2 separate regions of the Rattus norvegicus genome follow, and region 2 is linked to region 1. The links are chromatin contacts, called in public Hi-C maps. All regions are on one chromosome and are shown on one strand. The core of a region is the stretch at or near the end of the contact, and the rest is flanking DNA. Distances in the headings are between cores, read along the strand shown. Region 1 holds the start of Rfx8 (regulatory factor X8). Region 2 holds the start of Map4k4 (mitogen-activated protein kinase kinase kinase kinase 4).

What was found. Hi-C and Micro-C count contacts between places; a contact is called where the count stands out from the background.
Region 2: a Hi-C map of Schwann cells shows a contact between it and region 1, with 4 times the contacts expected there. The contact joins the promoter of Map4k4 here to the promoter of Rfx8 in region 1. A contact is called at or near these places in 1 of 12 Hi-C or Micro-C datasets (Schwann cells) and 1 of 1 datasets of contacts at active chromatin or transcription factors (oligodendrocytes).

Annotation. Positions count from the first base shown.
Region 1 is chr9:49,514,358-49,521,083 of GRCr8, reverse strand. Rfx8 (regulatory factor X8) reads left to right here and starts at 3,961. Exons shown (of 14, transcript XM_039084547.1): 1 at 3,961-6,213. The coding sequence starts at 6,149. It overlaps LOC108351918 (a long non-coding RNA gene), which reads right to left and starts at 5,028. Exons shown (of 3, transcript XR_010054767.1): 1 at 4,649-5,028.
Region 2 is chr9:49,693,188-49,699,913 of GRCr8, reverse strand. It overlaps Map4k4 (mitogen-activated protein kinase kinase kinase kinase 4), which reads right to left and starts at 3,214. Exons shown (of 32, transcript NM_001401996.1): 1 at 2,845-3,214; 2 at 2,557-2,622. The coding sequence starts at 2,901.

The DNA.
Region 1 (6,726 bases), core at 2,712-5,211:
CAGTGATGGGCTATGATCAGGACATGTGTGAACCGAATTAACCCTTTTCTCTCCAACTTGTCTTTTGGTCATGGTCATTCATTGCAGCACCCTAAGACAGCACCTCGTGGCTGGTATAAGAGCATCTCAGAGTTTTCCCTGTAGAGGAGAAACAACAGAATATCAAAAGTTCATACATTCAAAAAGGAGAGTGAGCTTGCTCAAGGGGAATGCCAGTCTGCCAGTGGGCACAGAGACCCCACGCAGTCCTTCACTTCAGGAGAGGCAGTTGGGTTTTGTGGGGCCAGAGACCTCTCAGGCATCTGTCTCTCCTGGTCTCCCAACTGGGTTCCAGTGGCCCCTTCCCCAGCTTCCCTGAGCACTGTTTTGAGAACCGTGACCACGCTGGGTGGGCAGGCAGTGTCAGGAGTCTGGCACAGCTATGTTGGGTGAAAACTTTAAAGAGTTGGACCTTGACAATGAAAGCCAAGCACACCTAATCCAGACGCCACACATGTGAAAGGGGTCACAGGCCAAACCTCTCTGATCGCTGACATTGAGCTGCTAGGAGAGGAGATCTTTCACACACCAGGGTGTAACCACTTACAATCCACCCAGTCTCTGTGTATACGGTGTAGGCAGAACATAAATGAATGTTGTGAATGGACTCGACTCCTGTCTCTAAGATATTTAATTATGTCTATGCAAATGTTCCAAATCTGATACATAAATCTGAGGTCAGAAGCTCTTCTGGTCCCACAGTTCAGAGACTCAGCCTCTATTTACACCGTGGGCTGGCTTTGTGGGGGTCTTAGCGTTGGCAGCATTTATGAAGGCCAGGCTCTTTATGAAAGTGGGGCTTGTAAAGCCCACTCTACTGTAACCATCTGCAGACATCCACTGGGCTGTGTTTACCTCTGTTCTCCAGCAGAGTTCAGGCAGATGTCCTTGTAAATGATGCTTCCTTCCGGCTTCCTTCTGCAGGGGAATCCCAGTGGGTAATTAGTGGGAGCATCCTATGACCAACAGGAAGCTATCTCAAATACATGTGTGTGGCGTGGAGAGGCTTTGGTAAAACTCATTTCATGGTGGGGTCCGTATGAGGACATGATCCCTTGCAAAATGATGGGATCGAGCGGTAGTTTTCTGGGGTTCTTACCAAAGAGTGACCCACAGTATAAGGCAGGAGGAAGACCAAGAATCTTGCCTCAGGGCTGCCGTTCAAGAGTCGCTTTTACAAAATAACCCCTTTGCCCTTAAAACGCTTTAAAATATTTCCACGCATCTAAAGTAACGGTTTAGTGTGGTTTTCACCCATTCTTTTAAAAGTTGCTCAACAAGGCAGACAATGATGTCTGCTTTTGTGAGCAGTTACAGTTGGAGGTGGTGCCTTGCTGCCTCCCCTTGTTTGATGGCTCCCATGCAACCACAGATCAAGCCGCTGCCAGTCCTGTGAAGAGGAGGAAGCTGCTTCCCATTTTCTTTTGCTTCATTTTTCTGTCAGGCTTCTGGAGAGGTCTGCTCTGAGTCCTAATGTGCGCCGCCTTCTGTGACAAATGAGGGCTTTCTCTTCTCATTCCTCGAATTCTCAGAGTTCCTCTGAAGATAATGTTGTTTGTTACGCCACATAGCCAGCTTTCTGTATGGCCTCCGGGAATGGGAGAAAGGACAGAGACCTCTATGACAAGTGGGTGTCTCTGTGGCACCCTAGATTACTACCTAGTAGTCCTAATTACTTAGGAGACTGAGGCAAAGAGGTCACTTGAGCCCAGAGGTCCCAGGATAGCTTAGGCAACACAGTGAGACCCAGTGGGGAGGAGGGAATGTTGTTAGATTTTCAATGTTCCTATTGATTTCAACTGGGGCAACACCCAGCTATTAAACGGCTAAGTGCAGACCATGAAAATGGTAATATGTAGGAATGCTTTTGACTCTCCAATGAGAGTTTTAACACATATAACTTGAAAGTCTGTAGCCTACTGGTTTAAATAGTGTCCTGCAGGCCCAGATGGACAGTCCGAGCTGGCTGATCTCTGCAATGGCCCCTTTGCTCAACTGCCTGCTACATGGTGAGTCTCTGGCCCAGTGCTTTCCGTGTGCTCATTAGCTTTACTTAAAAACCTATCAGTGCCTGGAGGCACCTGGGTCCATCCCCAGAACGTGAATAATTGCAAGAATTGAACAATTAAGCACCCAGGATCATCAGAGGTGGCTTTGTGCACATAGAAAGCCCAGCTGCTGCCCTCTCAGAAGGTGAATCCAGACTAATTGGATAATCTAGAGACCAATTAGCCTGAAGGAGGAAAAAGAAGTCAATGTAGCTGTAAGAGATACATTCTCAGTCCCAGGAGCATTGTGTGCATAAGATGCAGCTTAAAGAACTGAGATTCTATATAATAGAAACATTCAAACCTATTTCCTTTCCCTTTGTGTAGGAAAGTGGAGATGTTGAGTCAGAATCAGACAGAAAAGGGCTTTTCTAGTATGGGAGTATTAGAAGCATGGGCCAGGCTGTCCCTTCAGCTACAAAGTTTCCGTTATGTCAGTTGCTGTGAATCATCCTTTGAAACGAAAATGGTGTCTAGACTTTTTACTTAGCACTTAGGTAGTTTTATGTTCGACTCTAATAAAAGCCATAAATATTCTGCGGGTAAGAAGTCATGCACCCTTTGCACACTTAGCCCATTAAGAAGGCAAAGGCCAAGGGTAAACCTTCTAAGAATGTCACAGCATTGGCATGTAACTAATCAAAGTCTGAATCTGTCACACGCTTGATCACATGACTCGGGTGGCCCTTGGGGTGTGAAATCGACCCCATGGCCTCATTTCCTGAGTCCTTTAATCAACAGGCCTCAATAGCTTTGGGCTAAAATGAGGTAATGTTTGCATTTTGTAACATCACACATTGGAAGTAACAACTAGCAGAAACCAGTAGTCAACCCAAGAGTCACAGTGTCACATGTACTGCCGATGTCCAACCACAAGCCAGAAACTCGTTGGTGCTTGTTGGGCACACAAACATTACACAATCCAAGTGGGGTAACAAGGCCTGGAATGACAGACAGGCACTTGGCCTTGGTTATGTCTGGTCTCTGTGGACAGGAGTTAGTGTCTTGCGCGCTTACCTGAGTGGCAGGGGGTTGAGCTGATGATGAAGCAGCCTCTGGGATGGGAGGAGCCATGGCCTCTGTTGCCCTGAACCTGTGAGCAGGAGCCACAGGCTCACTGAGGGAAGCCCAGGGATAAACGACAAGGGGAATCTCCATGCTCTTCTTGGAGCAGCAAAGGACCTAGCTGCACTTGGAGACACAACTAGAGAAAGAGGGCTGGCTGGGAGACAGCTGCCGTGGGGGTGGGGGTGTCTTTCCCAGCCGTTCTCTCCTTATTTTTTCTCTTGTTGCTATTTCTTCAATGAAGTTGCCATCTTACTCCCCTCTCTCCTGGCAGCTGTTTCTCCTGGATGAGCCTGAGACCAGCGTCTCACCTACATCTACACCTGGCCTTCCCTGCCCTGAGGGATGCTCTCCAGAATCCCTCTCAGCCTCCAGCTCTGAGAGCATGATGCAACATCGTTTGTCCCTACCAGGTGGTTTTTAAATCAGCTTTTCAAGAACAAAGAAACTGAGCTGAGAAAAGTACATTAGCAATGGTACCACTTGTTGACTGAATCAGCTCACGGACCCTCCACTCAATCCAGCCCTGAACATTCTGCCTGAGGACAAGGCTGAATTCACCCAGTGTAGTGCAGTGTCCCCAAGAAGGCCCAGACACCATCCTGTATCAGCTCCAGTGACTTAGTCACACCTCAGGGTAAGGTTCTTCCTTGAATGTCCTGTAATTGCTCCTTTGGAACCACCTTGGAAGCTTACCCAATGATGCTGTTCCCAAGGAAGGGAGGCTGCCACAAACGGATGTACCCAAATGTGGGAGGCAGTTGGCCCTTTCATGGTCTTTTTTTTTTTTTTAAAGATTTATTTTATTTATTTATTATATATAAGTACACTGTAGCTGTCTTCAGATACACCAGAAGAGGGCATCGGATCTCTTTACAGATGGTTGTGAGCCACCATGTGGTTGCTGGGAATTGAACTCATGACAAAGAGCAGTCGGGTGCTCTTAACCGCTGAGCCATCTCTCCAGCCCCCCTTTCATGGTCTTAATGAATCTCTGCCCTGCTGTTGTAAGTCGCTTTTAAATAGGTGTGTTTGTTTCAAAAGGTGGTCAGTGTGTATCACATAAAACATTTTCCCATTTACTCAACAACATTGAGTATATACACACTGTCCAACAGAGACAATCTATCTCCAGAGGTTTTCATTGTGCAAGACCAGGGGTCTTCAATCCTGATGCTTCACCCTTTTAAGTAGAAAAAATTATTTTTGCCACTACTTCATAATTTTGTTACCATCGTGAGTCATAATGTAAATATCTGTGTTTTCTGGTGGTCTTCGGCAACCCCCATGGAGGGGTTCACAACCCACAAAGTGAGAACCACTGTGCTAGACTGAAACTCCACCGTGATAGATACAAATTCCCTAATTAATAAATGCCCTTCCCAAATACAGCTAGACAACTACCATTTATTTTCTCTGAGTTTGATGACCAGATGTGTAAGGAGGAGCACCCTTTGGGGCATCCCTGGATTAGTGTAAGAGTTTTAAAATCCTACCAGATTGTAGCACGTGTCTGAGTCTCATTACTTTTTCAGAAGGAATACTGGATTATGGTTGGGATATGCCACATCTTCTTTGCCCATCTGTCTGTCCGTGACACTTGGATGGCGTCCCCATGGATGGTGTTGCTATGAACTCGGGGCTGCACACACTTCAGTGCTTGCTCTCAGTTTGAGTGCATCTAGAAGTGGGCACCACCTGGTCCCTTGCTAACCCCGGTTAGCAGAGCAGTCAGTGTTTCCCATAGCAATGGCTCCACTTTAAACTGCCAGCATCAGGAAGCAAGGGTCCCAGTCTTCTCTCCCTGTTCATCAACATTTGCTTTCTATTTTTAAAAGTCATTCCAAGGCTGGAGAGATGGCTCAGCAGTTAAGAGCACTGACTGCTCTTCCAGAGGTCATGAGTTCAAATCCCAGCAACCATATGGTGGCTCACAGCCATCTGTAGTAGGATCCAATGCCCTCTTCTGGTGCGTCTGAAGACAGAGACAGCGTACTCACATAAAATAAAATAAGTCTTAAAAAAAAAAAGTCATTCCATTACAGCCTGGGCTTGCATCTCCTTGTCATCTTGAGTCTATCATCTCTTCAGATGCTTGGTGGACAGCTGTTCATTCATTCATAAGTAAGCCTTCACTCATTCGTAAGTTGAGGGTTGACGTTAGCAAGTATGTTTTTCATCTGGATTAAGACGTCCTTGTAACCAGTGAGCAGCCAATGTCATGTCCCCACGGTTGGACTCTTGACGTGTTTGGTCAGTACCTGTCCAGTAGCACTGGATACAATTGACTATTTCCCCAAGAAAGATGTGAGCTTCTGAGACAGCTGGCCCCTCAGTCACAAAACAGTCATGTTAACACACACTTGGGTCCACAGGGCAAGAAAGGCCTTGTCCTGACTGCAGGCTTGGAGGAATCAGTCTGCAGCAGCGGCCACCGGCCACCACCTTGACTTCAAGCTTCACCTGGGGTCCCTCTTCCTGGGATTCTGTTTTCAGCTTCTAGGCCACCTGGGACACAGCCTCTGGTCCAGAGGAGAACTTTTCCCAGGCCAACTTCCCTCCCCCGTCGCACCCCCATCCAGGCCCCATTATATTGAACCTCGTGAGGAAGGAGGTGTTGGCTAGAAGTCAATATTTTTCAAAGTGCCAAAATAATCAAGTAATTCCCAAGTGCTGACCAGTTACAGACCCTTGATGATCAAACACTGCCAGTGAACTGGCCGGAAGCATATACTTGGGTATTTCTCTGCTGTTTCTTAGCTTGATCCGTTAGTCCAACCAAAGTTGGCCAGGGCGGGGAAGGGCGGCGGCATGTGGGGTGCCTCTCTGGCCTTTGGTGGGGGTGGGCGTGGAGGCGACCCCAACCCGCACCTCTGAGTGCAGGGCGTGTGCCCAGCATCCTCCCCCCTGGCTGCGCGCGCCCCCCGCGCGCCTCCGCTCTAAAGTAAACACGGCGGAGAGGACCGGTGCCCCGCTCGCTGCCCGCCGGGCGAGCCATGGCGGAGGCGGTGCCGGCCTCCCCTGCGGGCGGCCGCGGCCTGCACCGGGGTATCATCCAGTGGTGAGCGTCGGGACGCCGCGGGGCGGGCGCTGCCAGCGGGCGGGGAGCCCCGGAGGACGGGAGAGGAGCACCCCTGGTTCAGGAGACACCCGCGGAGGACACGGGCTCACACACATACAGTCCCGGATCCGCATCCGGCGCGGGTTTTCCACCTAGCTGTCCCGGAGGGTCACACTTCCCGTGGGGAGCAATCCAGCCTGTTCGGACCGGAGAGGAGCTGAGTCTGTTCTGAGACCTGGAACGCAGGCAGGCGTTGGTCAGGGAGGAAGCGGTTTTTGTTGTTGTTGTTGTTGTTATTTTTCCCTCCTGGCATGAGCTCTAGAATGGAAGTGTCTTAAAACAACTTTTAGCTTCAACAGTGCATTCCGTATTATTTGTGAAATTCATTTCTTGGCTATTTAAATGGGGGAGGGGAACTAGAAAGAAAAATAACTTTAGCCCGTGGGACTGAACTCAGAGTTTGCAGCTCTTTATAAATAGGAAAATAATTAAAGCCAGTTCTTAGACTGCAGC
Region 2 (6,726 bases), core at 1,965-4,464, 180 kb before region 1:
CTATGTGCGCGCGCACGCGTGCATGCTGAAATAATTTAGGACTCTAGGTTGTTCAATTAATGGTTTACCTGAAAACCCTTTTCCTAAAATTTGTCTTTATAGCTGTTAATAAACTCTACTATTAATAACCTAACCCCATGTCGACCAATAAAAATGGAAACTAGGGGTTGGGGATTTAGCTCAGTGGTAGAGCACTTGCCTAGCAAGCGCAAGGCCCTGGGTTCGGTCCCCAGCTCCGGAAAAAAAAAAAAAAAAATGGAAACTAAACCAACCTGCACAACAGAAAAGGGAAACAGATGCCATTTCTAGTTCTTCCTGTGCCGCTTCATAAATGTAGTAGCCCCTACTAATCTGCTACCAATTCAGGCACAGCACACTGGGGGAAGTCTGATGTGTGGAATAACATCGTGACAATGTTTACAAAGAAGAAAAACAAACCTGGGGTACTTATCAATGAAATGTTACCTTAAGTTCAAGACTTAGGAAAGAAAGGATATACACACCAAAAACCAATGGTGGGCTATTAAACTAAGCTATAAAAACTCTGTTTGCATGCTTGAGAATGTCCTTAATATGGGGGGGGGGGGGGGGGTGTGACTACCTGTGAGTAAAACCAAGCACTACTTCGTAGGGTTTCCACTTAACTTTTACATCAGTGTCTCAGTAGATCTGCACAGACGACTTCTCAACTGCACTGGGTGTAGTTAGCACATCCCTGGTACCCCCCCCACACACACCAAAAGCAATATTTAGCAAATCTACTTCAAAAGGGGAGCGAGGTGGGAAGGACAAAGAACCCGCCCAGATTGACACCACAAAGTGTCCGCCTCTTAAAACCAACTAAAACCCGCACTGGCCTTTTAAAAGGCACTAGGGCTTTCTGGCTTTCCTTCTCTACCCACAGTTTCCAGGCTGACCCAGGGAGACACAAACAATCCAAGTACTGTGTAATCAGGTCAAAAACAAGCGCTGGCTAACTCACTTGGAAGAGTCTACTCACAACTTAGATCTGGCCAGAAAAACTAGGTTAGAAAAAAACCAACCGGTGCTTAAACAAACTCTGGAGCTGGGAAGAGTGTCTTTAAGCCAGTTACCAGCCAGCTGCTCAGTGAGTTGCAACAGTCTTTTTCCAAAATTTTCCAAAGCCTTCCAAATTCAGTTGGACCCAGCAGGCAGTTAACGGGGCTCCCTTTCAAATTCAAAAATTTGGCCCAGGCCCCAACAGTTAACCAACAAAACATGCTAATTCACTTGAGATCACCTAAGAGCACTGACTCAGGCTCAGACCACAGGCCGGTCCACACCACCATCCAGGCCCTGTGGTGGGGGAAGGGAGAAGCTGGAACTGGGAGAAGCAATCAGAAGCACATAAACCCTATTCATAAAACAGAAAAGGGACAATAGAATCCACACTTAATTTGGCCTCAGAAAATGTCTACAGTCAGCTTCAACCACCACCCCCATTTTTAAGGAAACAATGACAATTCTTCATGGCGAGTCACAAAGCCCTCCTTCACAAGATATTTTTTTTTCCTTTGTAGCTCAACCTTGACCCAGTCCCAGTAACTAGAAAACTCCCCAAGCAAAGATAATTCCAGAAAACCATTTGCTAACAAGAAAGAAACCAGGAAAGAGAACTTAAAAGGGTTTTTTGCTTTGTTTGTTTTGTGTTTTTTTTTTTTGCTTTGTTCGTGTTTTTAAACACTTAGGAGCCTGAGCCCCACTTCTAGTTCTAGAACGAGCAAAACGGAATGAACAACAACAGTTAGCAACATCAGGGGCCAGCTACTCAGCACGAACTCACAGCTCCCTTAGTTTCCTTTGCAGCCTGGAGAGGAGGGTACATTTAAAGAAAGAGAAGGGGTGGTGGGTGTGAAGCAGGCATCCTGTCTACACCTTAGCTCTCTCTCCTCCTAGCCATCTCAATTACACAGCTGTCACACAGGTTATTCCTGGAATTCACATTTTATAATACCCACACTGTAATTCCTTCTGCTCCTGTGGCCCAAAAGCACACTCCTCTCGGCTTCCCCAAAATACTGTCCACCAGAAGAGGGTAAGAGCAGTTCCAGGTAAAGCCAATCTCCCCAAGTTAAATCCTTTTGGCAAGCACTCCCAAGGCATGATGACAATTCTCAAGAATCCCAAGGCAGTGGTTGAGTGTAATCATAGGCAAGGCCTGTCTACACTGAATCTTAATTCACATACAAATGCAAACGCATGGAGGCCAGATTTGGAGGAAAGGGGGATGGGGGGGGGGACCCTTCGGTCGCCCTCGAACACAAAATTCCTTTTCTATTTTGCTGAAGCTAAGTGCATGCCTAACAGTGTAGCTTATTTCCTTTATCTCAAAGCCAGGAAATGAGGTCTTTTAAGGCCAGTCTGAACACAGGCGAAAAACAAAAAGAAACAAGAAACAAGAAAAGCCAGGCGAAAACCCCTTTCTCAACTTTGGCCAGGCAGCACGGCCTGCAGTCAGCAGTGTTCCGTCACCCTTTCCCTCGTCCCCTAAGAAGTTTCTCCACGCCACGGGGAACAAAGGCGCCCCACACCGACCTTATAGACTTGTCCATAGGTGCCATTTCCAACCACTTCCACCAGCTCAAAAATCCCAGCAGGGTCCTGGGGAGAGAGGAGGGGGAGGTTATCATCTCAAAAGGGGGACCCCGACCGAGGAGGACGAGCGGGCGGAGGGAGGGATGCAGGGCGGTGACAAAGGCTCGCCCCGCCGGGTCCCCGGGAGCGCCGCGGAAGCCGCCCGCCCGCTCGCCCAGCAGACAAAGGGGCCGCCGCGCCCGCGGGTGTCCGTGTCCACCGCGGCGCGCAGGGCGCGGCCGCACTCACCCGCAGGGACGACAGGTCGATGTCCACCAAGCTTTTAGCCGGAGAGTCGTTCGCCATCTTCCCCGGGTCGCCGCCCCAAGAGCAGGCGAGCGAGCGAGCGACGGGCAGGGGCTCGGCGGCGCCGGGGCTCGGGCCGCACAAGCAGGCCGCCGCCGGCGCGGCGTGTCGTCTGGTCTGAGCGGAGCGCGGCGAGCGCGGGCCACGGGGCTCACACCATGGCGCGGCGGCCCTCCCTCGGCCCCCACCCACCCCCCGGGCGTCGCCCGCCGCCTCAGGCCCCGGCGCCCCGCGCGCGCGCGCCTGCACGAGCCGCCCGGAGCTGGGGCCGGAGAGCGCGGCGAGCGAGCAAGCGAACGCGAGGCCGCGAAACAAAGATGCCGCGGGAGGCGGGGGCGGGGGCGGGGACGCGGGGCACCGACCGGCGCCGCTGAGGAGGGGCGAGCGGCTCCCCCGCCCCCTCCGCCGGGAGAGCGGGTGGAACCCGGCCCTCGCCCTCGCTCGCCCGCCCGCGTGAATATTCAGCAGGGGTGGGGCTCGAACAATGGCGGGGCGGCCGGCCCTCGGCGGATGGCAGCCGGGCCCCGGGTGGGGCCGGGAGCCCTCGGGGCCTTCCCGGAGGAGGTGCGGGGCGCGGCGGAACGCCCCAGCCTCCGCTAACAATGACTGAGAGACTACGAGCGGCTCGGCGGCCCGGTGGACACCCACTCGCGCTGCTTGCCGGAGAGAGGGTGTGCCCGGGCGCGCTGGGTCCGGCCTCTGTCCTCTCCGCCGCCTACGGCCCGTCGGTCCCGAAGACCCTGGTTTCCTTCGCCCACCCACTCCCACCACGGTGTTTTTCTTTCCTTTCTCTTTTCCAGGCTCAGTTTGTGGCGTGGTTACTGTTGAAAGATTCACCGAGCATCACTTGATCGTCCGGGCGAATCCAAAACAGTCGCTGTGATTGCTCGCTGCTGTGTCCCCGAGCGCGTGTGGCCCACGGGCGGGCGGGAGGGCGAGCCCTCTGCTCCGATCTAAACCCGGACAATATCTGGAGATCACCACGGTCACCAAACAGGCTTCTTTCAGCACGCTACAGCAAGTCAGCTAGTCAATTCAAGTACTGTCCCTCTTCGGGACCAGCCAAAAACATGTTTAGTGGCTCGATAATACCTTACAGCTGGTGTTCTCAACAGTACCCCCAGAATAGCCAGGTAGTGTTGTAAGATCGCTGTAAAACTGCTTGACTCCCACATGTGGAAGGCCTAGAATAGGCCTATTAAGTTAACAGATGAAGCTAAGCTTGGTGTTCCAGGGCGCCCCCAAGATCAAAATCCACTCTGTTTCATGGGCCTTCTAATTGTCACTACTAACGTTCTGCACCTCTTTCCCTCCCCATACACTCATACACTGTTCTGATTTAAGCAGTACACACCTTATGGCCTCGAAGTAGAAAACCCCAAATACTACAAGTGATGTACTCAAACCCTAAAGACCCTAACCTAGGGAGGAGCAGGCGTTCTCACAACTTCAGCTTATACCCAGAGTTCATGTTGGCTGCCCCCCAGACAATGTCCAGCACTCTGCTGTTTAAGCTTTTCTTCTAAGATGTTTCTTAGGTGTTTCTTCTAAGATGTTTGACACGAGACTCTATTGTAAAGTGAAATTATCCCGATATCTCTTTATTAGGAAACACAGTAACAAAAATGTTTGTGAGTTTGTTAGCGCTTTTCTAGTTTGGCTTTGTTATTATTAATAATATAGTGACGTATGCCAACCATTTCATATGTGTTATCTTACTGTTCTTCACATTAACCTCCAGTGGTACTCTTAATTTTGCAGCTTTAGGCATCCGGAAATAAAATCTGAAGATTTACCTCTCCCACTGTGCACAGCTGATGGCTATACAGATACGGCAGCCTCCCCCCAGCTCTTCTACAGGTTAACATCAGACCTATGACATGGAGGCCCTTCCTCATACCACTTCTTCTTATCTATACGAATCCTCCCCCCCCCATCACTTCAGAACCACCACATCCAAATCCCCCCACAACCACCCATCCTAAGTTGCAGTGAGCAGGATCAGCAATGAAGCCGTTGTTTTCCATTTTCAAGGCAGTATCTATTATTAAAAGGGCAAGCCAGCGCCCAGGATATCTGAAAGAGCATTCCAATGTGTCCTCAGAGAACTTACAGCTAACAGCCATGGGGTGGTTTATAAATACCCACAATATAATATTGTAATTCCAGCCAGACAGAAGGGACACTAAACTGTGTTCTCTGAAAGTCTGCAGGATTTAGGGCAAAGCTGAACTGGGTTTAAACCCTGGCTCTATTATTTATCAATTGTGCAACCTTGCTCCCGCTGTCTAACCTCTCAGCCTATTTCCTCTTTGGTATTCCAGATAGAGGCAAGAGATAAGGAAGGCAAATAAGAAGCCAGAGCTGAAGCAGGAGCAGTGAGGGCTGTGACTAGGTCACAGGAGGGTAGATTCTCCAAAGACTTGAAACACGAAGGGATTCCAGAAAGCGGCATAGAGTCAAAGGGTAACCCCTCTACCTGTGGTTCAGAACTCTGCACTTGCTAACTAGGAGCAGAGGGAAAGATGGGGCTTGCTGGGTAACAGGGACCAAATGTTTGCTCTTGAACCCAAAGCCAAAGTAAATGAAACAGTCTCACATCTGCCCCGCTTGAAACTAGCTCTGTGGGTAAAGCCTTGCTGAAAACGCCCATGTATCAGTTCACCTAATTCTAGAAAACACCTTGAACTGGGTAGCTTTAGCATGGCAGCCTCGGTTAGATTTTTCCTTCCTGTGGTGTCCTTTACCTGAGACCAACTTCAGTCTGAAAACTTAAATGAAAAGTTCTGGATACATTTCACAAGTTAAACAACCTATTACATATATTGTTATACCTATTTTACTTTATTACTGTTTTTAGTAAATCCCTGTGCCTACATCATGAATTAAATTGTATCAGGTATGTATAGGAAGATGATACATATGTATCATACCCACATCTGTGTCTGTGTATCAATGTGTGTGTTTAGACACTCTCTCCATTTTCAGACACCCATTGAAGATCTTGGCAACTATCCCCTGCTGATAGATGGATTACTTTTTTATACCTCAGAGGCTCTGTGTCTAAGATGAAGGTTTCCGACTTCTTAGTTTTAACTAAGGCTCTTCCTATCTGGAAGATATCCACCTGGGTGCCTGATTAAGAAAAGCAAGTGCAGGGCTGGAGAGATGGCTCAGCGGTTAAGAACACCCGTCTGCTCTTCCAGAGGTCATGAGTTCAATTCCCAGCAACTACATGGTGGCTTACAACCATCTGTAATGGGATCTGATGCCCTCTTCTAGTGTGCCTGAAGATAGCAACAGTGTACTTACATAGATAAAATAAATAAAATCTTTAAAAAAAAAAAGAAAGAAAGAAAGAAAGAAAAGCAAGTGCTGTAGGATCCGCCCTTGTTGGTTTGTTTTTGTTTTATTTTTAATATGTATGTGTGTTTGCCTGTTGGTCTGGGCACCAAAAGGCCAGAGAGGCCATCAGAGCACCCTGGAACTGAAATTACAGTCATTTTTGACCCATCTGATATGGATTTGAGAAACAAGGCCCGGATTCTCAGCCAAGTGACCCTAACCACTGAACCATCTCCTCAGCTCAACTTAGCACACCTGTATTACTTTCCCAAGGACCCTACCTCCCCTTACAAACCTATAGAGAGGAGAAAGTCAAAGCTTCAGCATAGGAATTTGGGTGGGGATAAGTCCTGGTTGTTAGGTATCTGTGGTAGTTTAAAATGAGAAGGGAACCATGGACTCATCTGTTTGAGTACTTGGTCCCAGTTGGTGGAACTGTTTGGGAAGGATTAGTAGGTGTGGCCTTGTTGGAAGAGGCGT